Regions from separate parts of the Zea mays genome. Here region 2 is linked to region 1. Evidence: chromatin contacts called from public Hi-C data. All regions are on one chromosome and are shown on one strand. The core of a region is the stretch at or near the end of the contact, and the rest is flanking DNA. Distances in the headings are between cores, read along the strand shown. Region 1 has its middle 20 kb from the start of LOC103647410. Region 2 overlaps LOC103647412 (plant UBX domain-containing protein 2).

What was found. Hi-C and Micro-C count contacts between places; a contact is called where the count stands out from the background.
Region 2: a contact with region 1 is called in a Hi-C map of tassel, with 4 times the contacts expected there. The contact joins two enhancer-like sites. A contact is called at or near these places in 4 of 25 Hi-C or Micro-C datasets (ear, leaf and tassel).

The regions. Positions count from the first base shown.
Region 1 is chr2:184,352,208-184,357,927 of Zm-B73-REFERENCE-NAM-5.0, forward strand. No RefSeq gene overlaps it. Among protein-coding and RNA genes, the nearest start is that of LOC103647410, 20 kb to the right of the region's middle. Within about 2 kb of position 2,829, at least 15 of the 20 cell types and tissues checked have an H3K27ac peak or open chromatin away from gene starts, as enhancers often do. A contact at or near this core is called in ear and tassel, where this site is marked.
Region 2 is chr2:184,476,208-184,482,085 of Zm-B73-REFERENCE-NAM-5.0, forward strand. LOC103647412 (plant UBX domain-containing protein 2) reads right to left here. Exons shown (of 3, transcript XM_008671951.4): 3 at 1,918-2,466. The coding sequence ends at 2,221. Among protein-coding and RNA genes, the nearest start is that of LOC103647413, 5.1 kb to the left of the region's middle. Within about 2 kb of position 1,679, at least 12 of the 20 cell types and tissues checked have an H3K27ac peak or open chromatin away from gene starts, as enhancers often do. A contact at or near this core is called in ear and tassel, where this site is marked.

The sequences.
Region 1 (5,720 bases), core at 1,579-4,078:
TTCTCCTCATATTATATACCATTTTGTTCTATAAAGCATTATTTTGATCACTTCGTTGTTCGGCAAAAAGATAAGCTTTGGAATAGAACAGGCAAGGCCAAGAATTCATTTTTATCTGGGAAAATCACCATATAACTAGCTTTTCATGAAACAAATGATGATAACTGCTTGGCAAGAACGAAAACAAGACTAGTATCTGCCTAGGATCCGTCTTCAACAACAGATAGTACTACTCTCATATGAAGGAGTCATCAGGACTAGGGAGAATACAACAGGTCTCCATAAGATCTTTATATTTCTATCACAAATTACCATCAATGACAGTATTGCGGTCGAGAATTGTGGCTCTTCCAACGCCAAAAACCAAGGACAAATTAATGCCTAATGTAGCTTCAAGCTCTGTGGTGATGTGGGATTCCATGACTATATTTGTACTTTTCTTACTTCTGGTAGATCAGATATAGATTATGGTAAGCATGCCAAGGGGTGGAATACAATGTAGTTCTGCTACATAAACCCAAGATATATGTCTATTCAGAATCGACCTTTACCATTTGGTTTATAGTATATACCATACCAGTCAAAGGACTATCCCAAGTCAATTCAGCGGCTATAAGTATTTAAATTCTGAGAGATGTATGCAACACAAGCATAGAGGTCCTAGATAGGCCGAGTAAAGTGGTTCGACGAAAACACACAATGTTGGTGTGAAAAAATTCTCAGAATTACCTTTCGATGTACTCGCAACTTCGTGTTGCTAAGGTACTAGCCATTTATCTCAAAGTTCGCTTCATGTCGTTCAGCGATAAATAGCAATGTGCCAACATCTGGTTGAGCAATGTATGACTGAGATTCTAGCATTTATTCATCTGACAAGGTCTTATTGCTTACTAATAAAATCTCAATTTGTGATGTCTTCTATGCCAAAAAGGCTTTCATGCATTATATTATATATCTTCGGGTTACTTCAGGTAAAACTTTATGCATGAGAGAGAGAGAGCAGAGAATTAACTTATTTGTGTTTCATTGTATTTCAATTTAATTTCCCAGATTTCCAAGCACTATGGGGCTTGATATAGTAGTTATGGCCCCTTGGCGATATATATAAATATATGATACCACACAACACAATCAAATAAAATATAGAGCCAAACAAAATTGTTTACGAAGGTTGTGCAATAATGTGACTTTAGGGGCTTGAATAACCCACCACATTCCACGCGAGTACAAGCTCTAGCGTATCTGGCGTCAACATATGTGCGGCCATTAGGGCTACAACAACACAACAAGCCTTTATAACAAGCGCAATTGTGGCTCGGTAGTCGGGGTACACGATAAATCCACACAACGTGCGCAACAGGCGCAATTGTGGCTCGATGATCACGACAGACGGATAGTGCCTACAGGGCTGCGAAAAATGTGTGACTCGACGATTGCGGTTCGACTCAACGGGAGCAGTCCGATTAAATGAGAGTGCGACATAGTAATCACATGACACAACCAAGTTCGTACGACACAAATACTGTGTCGTGTTGCCAAGATGCAGCCAATGCCATAACTCGGTCGATTAATAACGTAGTCTGATCGACGTGTCTGAGTACCCACTATATAATTTAATCGCTCGACGTGAGTCCAAAAGCTCAACACATCATAAATATTTAGAGCGATTTTAGTCTGCGCAGTATAGTCTGCACAACCATTTTAATAATTTTCTGCTAATTATTTACTACGGGGAATAATTATTAATGCAATAAAAATGAACACCAAAATTAATGTATGAGCATAACACATCAGGTGTAATTATCATTTTACCATATTCAAGCATGTATTTTTCTACTAATTATTTGCGATAGAAAAATAACTGATTAAGATAGAAAACATGCTTAATTATTTTGTTTTTCAGCCGGTCACTTACATGAAATACTCAACGCATGATTGTTTTCTTAGCCGCATGCATCTTTTCCTAGTTTGACTCATGCGGTAGAGGATGCATGGCATCATGCATATGTGCATGCAGACGTGCGCGGGTCAACAGGTCAGCAACGACAAGGCGACTATAACTGTGTGCATGTCTCCTAGATCTGAAAAATGCGCGTGGAGCCAGCGACCAGATGCGCCGAGCGACGCCGCCGAGCAACCGGATCTTACAGAATGCTCTGGTTCGGGCGTGGCCCCGATATGGCTCCGGCATAGTCGAGGCGCGACTGCTAGCGCGCAGTGCGGTCCCGATGAGCGGAGCACCACTACGACGATGGCAGTACGTCGCGCACGAATTACAGCCCGTGCACAACTAACTGATCAATCAGTAAATATACTGTTTGTTTGCGTAGATGGAGAATCGAAGACTGTCGCGTAGGACAGTTCGGCTAGGCCATAAGACCTGCCGGCTTGACGGAGAGTTGATGCAGATCTGATCCCGCAGCGACATCGAGGTAGAGCGTGCTGATAACGTGTTGAAAACTACATCACCACAGATCACCAGATCCACTCTCTTCCCTCCCGCCAGCAGTAGAGGCGCGAGAAGTTGTAGAAGACCTGTTTCCCTTCCCATAAGCACGACAGAGAAAACACACGAGACACAGGGTATAGGGTTGGGCATCTGGTCTCTTTCTCTTCTCTTTATTATGAGAGAGTGTACAGGTTCTTTATATAAAGATGTGAGACCCATTAGAGGCAAAGCAGGTATTTACCCATATAACCTTAACTAGGGTTACTTAACAACTCCCAATCTAATACGCCGACGCCTCGAATAGCCCCCGCCATGGGCCGCACCCTGGCAGGCCGACTGTTGCGAGCTAACGGGCCGCCCACCTTGAGCCGCCATGGGCTGAATACCTGCAACGAGAGCTGCTACTGTGCTGCTGGCCGGTGCGCACTTGCTAGCCTTCCCACGCACACATGCATGAGCATGAAGCCCTTTCTTTTTTTTAATTTTCTTTTCTCATTTTCCTTTTTTCTTTTGAGACATTTTTAATATGTCACCGCGATAATCCGTGCAAGTCTCAACCGCACACAATTGTAAATATACAATGTTGATTCAATCAAAATATCCTGCTTAGCATCTTCGACCTGAACTTAGTCACAAAATCTAGTTTTCATACCTCATTTTCCTTCCTGAATTTACTACGGAAATTAGTTATGGTCGCCGCTGCCGGCCAAGTTCCATCTTAACCAACGTCTGCACATCCACGATCCATACAGTCAAGTACAACCACAAGTCCACGACTTTCACTCACGGATAAACAAACCAACACCACTCTACTGAGTGTGTTACATTAATATCAAAACACATATTCGCACACATGCATTGTCTCCAAAATCAAGTAAAACACTTTGCAATGTTAATGTTGATTCTAAAACAATGTTCTAATGTCAACCAACACAATATTTTCATCACACATGTCACGATTTCACAATCTCTTCCTTGATAAAAGCATTAATTGACAACACCGCACAAATTTTGAAAATTGGCGTTCACTTTCAAAATTTTGATTAGAATCCAAAAGAAAAGTGAAAAAGATCATAAAAAAGATCTAGCTCACTCTAAAAAGAAGGTAAATATGTGAATGTGTGTATCAAAGTTCTCCTCATTTGACAATGAATTCATCAAAAATACAAAAGAGATAAACTTACTTCCTCTTTACACAATTTTTAATAATGGCGAGTGTCATAATTAATCCACATATGTAACAAATACTTACCTAAAACATGCTAAAATATAGTTACACTTTCAAATCCATGTACACACGATTTCATCCGGGCATAACTAAAAAATAAGTGCAAATATGATTTTATTACAAGACATGGTAAAATTTGTACATATTAAATATTCTATGCACCTTTATGCTTGAAAACTCGATGATTGTTCATTGCAACAAATATAAATTGCAAGGAGTTAGAGTTGAATTTTTCAATGTTCTAGAGAGTCTAGTATATCTTTTGTACCTTTCCTTTTTAGTAATACTTTACTTTATTTAATATTGTTTTTTCTCTACTCTACTTAGTCTTTACTTTATGCAACATTTATCATAGTGATATTGTTATTGTGGTTTATATTTGTATGTAGTTGTATGCTTGTTAGATTGATGATACAATACCCAAACCTATGCATTGGACACTACCCTAACATGTATTCTAATTGATTGATGTGTGCGTAATTAGTGTAGTGACAGATAGTGTAAAAATAAAGTTTGTATACTTGATCTTTCACATGGTTGCTGCTTGCCTTACGAATTATATGTGGATGCTAGTAAGTGGTGACAACGATGTCTAGTATTTGTATACCACCACATCTTGTAGGAAAGTTATTAAAATAGTAAGACCCTCATAACAAGTTAGCCGCTTTAGACAAACATTTTTGCATTCGCTAGTTCGCCTAACACCTCGTGTACTTTGTGGAGACTCACTCTTCTTACTACATTTGTATATCTAGGATTAACCCATAGAAGTAGAATTAGAAAAAAGAAACCAATTACTTCCTTATTGTTCTTCCACCTAGCTATATCTTACTAGTTTTCTTTTTGAGTTATCTTTATCTTTGTGCATTCAGCTTGTTTCATCTTCCTTCCTATCGTTATTAAATTACCCTGACTACACTAATTGATAACTTATTATGATTCGTCCCATGACTTGGATTATTGTTGTGGCGTAGTGTGGCAACAAACACATTCGGAATTCCAAGGTTCCAACACATTGGTCGTCAAACACATTATTATGCATATATATCAGCATCATGCGTATCGATACATTGCTACTAGTAGATTGGATCCTGCTATTAGCCTCTTCTTCGTCTCCAGCGAAATCGTCATAAAGTGTGTTGACACCAGAAAAGATCTAGATCACATAGTAAGAGCTAACATGTCCATGGTCAACACACAACCTTGACAGAAGCGTGGAGCATAGCGGACCGGTCAAGCCATAGTTGAACCTATTCTATGTCGGTAGACTCTTGAACACCTCTCAAGAAGACCCTATCAGAGATGAGCACGTAGAGGTTGTTCTAGGATCGGCAAGGCCACCTAGAACATCACTAAATCTCGCACAAAGATGTGACGAACATCAAGATAGAGAGGGACAATATGGGGTAAAAAGGATATTAGATGTATCTTTGATCTATTGTATATTGAACACCTCGATCGCTCGTGTATATAGAGGGGGACTGATCCTATCCCATTAGAAAACTACTCCAGAATATGTTGGTTAAGTATTCAATTTTAAAATCAATTTCAAAAGGATTCCATTCATAAAAACAAGAGTTAATCTAACCGACTACCAAAATCGGCAAGATCGACTTTAACAGGAGAAAATGGCCACTATAGCGGCCTGGCCGGGTTTTAAGGATGGCTTGGTGAACATTAGGCTACCTCTAGCAGCTTACTAATCTTCATCTCTCACTAGGTATGTGCCTTTGCGTTGCGATGGGAGTAAAAATTTTGTATGAAACATAGATATGGAACGACAAACATCACCATGATATTTAAAATCTATGTGGCAAACATTATCAATATCGTAAAACAACTCCATGTACTGCTACTGTTGGCCTCAGACGAGTCGTGACAGCGTCTCCCACCTGAGGTTGGCCTCAGGGGAGTCATGACTGGATCTCCCGCCCGAGGTTGACCTCGGGCGAGTCGTGACTGCGTAACTCGCCTAGGGTTGGCCTCTAGCAAGTCGTTACTGCATCTCCCGCCTAGGGTTGGCCTCTGGCGAGTCATGACTGT
Region 2 (5,878 bases), core at 429-2,928, 120 kb after region 1:
CTTGTATTTGTGGTGGGCAAGATCTCCACGCACACCCCAGCTAAACTAGAGGACCTGTTAAGTTTTGTGATCCAAATTGTAAAGAGGACGGCCAAAGTGGTACATGCGGGAGAGAGAGAGCAATAGATAGATAGAAAGAGAGGGACAACGTCCAACGGTTTAAGTAGATAGGTGTTGGATATAAGGCTTATGTCCGATGGCCAGTGGACCAACTGTCAGACGTAGCCTTATGTCTGACGGCACTTAAAAACCCATGGATATTGTCTTATGTCCGACAGGTTCAAATGCAGCTACCAAACATAAGATTGGTCGTCGGAATTTCGTCTCTTGTTCCTGTTGTGGTGAGCCGTGAAAAAGTTTATGTTGCCCAAAAGATCTTAGTGGAACCTTTCAAGTCCAATCTTGATGTTGTACTTGAGAATATGATATGGTATGGCTTCCTCACAATATAGACATAGACAAGCCCTTGCGGCACGCTCCATGAATTAGGTCTTGATTGCTTTGCTAAATTTTTTTCAACAACAGAAGCAACACATTGCAAAACGGTAAGAAAGATCATAAGGCCGGGGTCAAAATTAGCATAACCAATCTTGCTTGTGTGATATAATAATGATTTTACTTCTAAGGAAAGTCCCATAGCAACATAGTAAATATTCTTCTAGTTAAAATATGCATGTCTTATATATTCCGGATCAGAGCTACCCACAGTACCACGGCACACCCTAATATCATATAAGGTTAGTTAGCATAATGGTGTAAATACTATCTTTTAAATTTAGCAGTCAAGGTTCGAGTCTTGTTGATCTCTGTTTTTTGTTTCTTTTTTTATATTTTTCCTGGCACACTATAAGTGTAGCAGTTGGGTCCGCTACCCCCACACCCACACGATATACCATATATGTAGAGCGTGTGGTAGCAACACTCACTTAATTTTACCGGACAAAGTCTGAAGAGTCTGCGTAAACAAGAAGGCCCGACGATGCCTGTGCGTTCGTGCACTTTCCTAAAAGTTGGCATGCATGCATGCATGTGCAGAGAGCCGAGGATCATGCACACACATTACGTACGTTCAATAAAGCTGGGACGACGACTGAGCTAGCTGCAGGCTAGCGTGATGACGAAGAGGTTCAGTTAACTATATAGTATATAGATAATAAAGTTTTTCTTGATCTAAGTGGGAGCACGCATGATTCAGTCAAAGATTGTGAAGGCGTTCTTTAATTAAGGAGGAGCATCCACATAGATCTACTGCATGGCGTTACGGTCAATCTGTAATTAAAGCGAAAGCAGCTATATATATATACTAGCTAGGACGCATAAACTATTGCGGCAGCTGGGGAATATTTGTGGTCAGTGCGCAATGCATGCATGCAAGGGTTGTTGCTACAAATCATACAGATACGGCAACTTGCTCTGCTTGCTTGCTAGGTTATTTTTTTTATACCACCCAAAACCAATACCGTGCGTGAGCTTTGGTCTAGGGCTCTAGGCTTTCAAAAGGTACATACACACACGCATATGCGTCCATGCAGATGCAGCATCGAGACACAGACACGCACGCTTTTGCATGCCATGTTCATTTTGTACGTAGCTACCTATATTTTATCATTGGCAGGCGAAGCCATGAAGCGAAGCTAGAGTTGCCTAGTAGGTTTCACGTAGTGCCAAGGAACGGACACGTGCCGCAGTAACCCTCACGCCTACTCCAAATTCCGTGTGCAACATCAATCAAAACGACAGAACAGGGTATGTCACGATTCACGAAGAGCTAGCACCACCGTACGGGTTTTGCATCCATCTATCGGACAAAAAAACAACGGAGGCGTCACAACCTACGATGCTACGTACATAAACAGCACATCAGTCTTCAAGTAACAACATTGCATCCATCGGACTTAAATGTATACAACATACATGTGAAAAGAAATAATAATAATAATAATAATAATAGTACACAAACTGGGCCTTTGAAAAAAAAATCGGTAAGAATCCGCGACAGCCAAATCAAGCAATCTTGCCATGTATTGAGTTTTACAGTCCAGTCCAGTCCAGCCCATATCCAGTTCAGCATGGGCCTAACGAATTCTCGAGTATGTCAACCTTTCCACAAGATATGTCAGCCAATACAAATATGTACCGTTATTATCCAAGTAATCCTGTGATGCAGCAAGCAGAAACAGCAACAGAACGAACTGCTATACACACACATACACACACACTTCATTGTGATGCAGCAGGAAGCGGCTCACTGGCCTTCAGAAGCTCATCAAGCAAACCGGTGAAGACCACGGAATCAGTCTCCCTGGGAATGAACTTGAGGAGCGCGGAAGGGACCAGCTCCTCCTCTTGCAAGGTGCGTGCCCGCTCTCCCGGGTTTGGAAAATGAGGCACCACACGCGGCTTAGGAATGGCGGGAGAGATAAGTTCGAACTCCAAGCCTGGCTGCTTCAGAGCAGATGTGACGAACTGCAAATAGGGAAAGACAGCACGTTACTTGGCCGGCAGCTACAAACCAGAAACTGTCATAGATAGATTATACTCAAAATAATGGACAGCTGAAGTACAGATTGCTAACTGTAATGACTGCAAGAAATAATGAATGAACAAGATCCAAGGTGCCGTTTGGTTCCTAAAATGTAACGTAAATGGTAACGGTAATGGTTTGCATTCGATTACCAGTGGTAACAAGTTTGAATAGGCCGATATCAATTTCTAATGTAGTATCCGATTACGGTTAGACTTAAACAAACATGATTTAACGTTATTTGTTACCTATTACATTACAAACATATAAACCACACAGCACCCAAGTTTTAGAGGACAATTTCAAGTAGGAAAAAAAAGGAGCCAGCCAGCATAAAATGATGCACAGAAAACAGCTACAGTACTTGTTTACAAAAATAAGCTAGCATAGATGAGAACATATCAGATTCGCAAATAACATTAGCTACATACAAATAGGTCATGTTGATATAGCAAGGGTATTGTAACTCGATCCCCCCCCTGAAACACTGAACACTCTATAACATCTATTAGGGGTGATAGATGATTATTCAGTCACTGAAACACCAGGCCACCTGATACAGTCAACCGTTGTACCCACAAAGACCAAACAATACACAATATACACTCCCATGGAGACCACTGTGTACAGGTTACAAAGGCCAGACAAACAGGTTCTGCAGATGGATCCCCGGGTCAGCAACCAAGGCTGTTAATTTTCTGACTGCAAATGGTTAACCAATCCAATTGTGAACCAATCATGCTTACTCCGTACCAAATTATAGTCCACTTTGGTTTTTGTCCTAAGTCAAACTTATCCAACTTCAAAATATTGAGTTTGTGATCCAAATTCTAAGGAGGACCATTGTTGAGTTTGTGCCGTATTGTTTCCTAGCACAAAATATGCACTAACATCTAAAACATCAAATTGTTTCTATTAAATTATCCATGACATATGTTCTCTCTCAAATACGCAGGAGAGCCATGAATAAGTTTTGATAATGCATTTATTTGGACATGTAGGTGCTAATGTATTTTCCAAAATCTTGGTCGAAGCTAAAGTAGTTTGACTCAGGACAAACCGCAAATGAACTACCATTTGAAACAGAGGCAATATTTAATTGGATGAATTTGATAAGTTGTCCCACTAATATTTTTTCATCTCCCATAACCATATTAGTAGAAAAACAATGGATGTGGCTGTGATCATCCACCAATGTTATAGGTTGATGCCATGTTGGACAAATCTAGCCTAGTATGAAGCAATCCCTCATACAAACACCACAGTTATTATCTCGACCATCCTTCCACAAAAAAGTGTCACTTCAGAGTTCACAGTTTCCAACATACAACTTTGAACAATAAAGGACAGACCTTGTGTTATTATCTGGATCATCCTTCCGCAAATAAGTCACTTTAGAGTTCACAGTTTCCAAGATACAACTTTAAACAATAAAGGACAGATCCTGTGTCGAAGGAACATGAGTGGGGTCTGGGGAAGGAATAAACTGAGGCAAGTATTTCCCCCGCAAATACGGAGGCTGATGTTGAGTGCAGGAAATGACCGCGCGGACGGTCCAGCTCTGAGGCCGGACGGTCCGCGCGTGCGGAGAATCAGTTATGGTTCCGAGTTTCTCGCGGGATTTGTTATCTAAAACCGCGGGATTAGCTCGGAAAACGACTTGTAGCGGATCCAGATCTCCCCCTTTATATAGATGAAGGGCTACGACCGATTGAACCCCCCACAATCGATCAAATCAAGTATATTTCTCGTCTTACTTATGCATTAGGAGTAGTTCTAGTTTAGCTCTAGGTTAGCCTTTCCCTACCCCAAATTCTTCGCTTCTCTTCGGCACTACGTCGATTAGAAGTGTCTAGGGTGGCCTACCGACCCTAGACGAAGCCTAGGATCTCTCCTCCTCGACGGGGTCCCTCCCGGGAGCGAGATTCAGGCGCCGCCGACGAACTCTGCCGCCCCTGCGGACCGTCCGGCCTCTAGCCGCGAACCGTCCGGCAGGGAACCTGAGCCCTATGCCAAGTCGTGCACCGCCCGGCCCCTGGCCGGGGATCGTCCGCGCCTGTGCAGAGAGCACCACCGCAGGTTCTCAACGCAGTGATCGGCGCGCGGATCGGCGCCAACACACTTTTTGGCGACTCCGCTGGGGACAGGTGTCTAGATCTACAAAAAATCAGGCCTTCAAATGGCCGGTTCTAAAGATCATACTGATATCTCCCCAGACAATATCCTGAAGCCGGATGTTGAAAGTCTGACGGTCGATGAGCAACAGCAATAAGAGGACTACATGCGTCAAGCGAAAGAGAAATTCTTGTCATAATACACGGTGGATCGCCACCAGAAAGTTTTCAAACATGGAGAGACTGACGTCGCGTCTCTTCTATCTTCGCTTCAAGTCCCCAACGTAAGTAAACCCGACGACATCCAAATTATTAAACCGTATGTAGATCATCAGCAGAATCAAATGAAACAACAGATTGGAGGGTTAGAAGAATCAATTAGAAAATTAACGCGTACGTTGGAGAAATCTGTTGCTCCTAGTTTTCCATCATATGAAACTAGTAACAGGATGTCTATGTCTAATACATCGGCGACAAATGGGGATTTGCAGCCCCAACCATTATATGGTAATGCCGATGAACTCATATCCAGGGCAAATACCACCACCGTCGTCCCTGCTTGGCAGATCGACGCCCCTGAACACGGTCGGACCGTCCGAGCTTTTGCCCGGACAGTCCAGCCCTTACGCAGACCGTCTGATACTGCACCAGGGCTACCGCATGGCGCCCCAATAATAGCGAACACGACTGGCCAGTTCGGATGTACCACCGGACAGACCGGATACGCATACGCGGAACCTACTGTCGCACACTATGCACCAAATTATAACACACCACAACAACAGTACGTTCCGCCCCCTACATATTTAAACCACAACACGTCATACGATCATAGGCCGGTCACGGCAAGAAGGTCGGCATAACAATGCCCGACCAAATGAGCCCCACAGCCTAGGGTCCGGTGGTCTGCCACCGGGCGCAATGGAGAAAATTAGGGAAGAGATGGCTGAACTATTTCGAGATAGGCTCGGAGTTAGTGTAGCTAGAGTGGGGCAATCATATCAGAAGCCATATGATCACCGGTTTGACACTGTCCCATATCCACAAGGGGCAAGGATACAAGAGTTTTCTAAGTTTTCTGATGAAAATGGGAGAAGCACACACGAACATATAGGCCAGTTCCTAGCACACCTAGGCGAATTGGCCGATGGGGAAGCATTTCGTGTTCGTTTATTTTCTTTATCCATTACTGGTACCGCTTTTGCATGGTACGTCGCTCTACCTCCTAATTCCATTAATT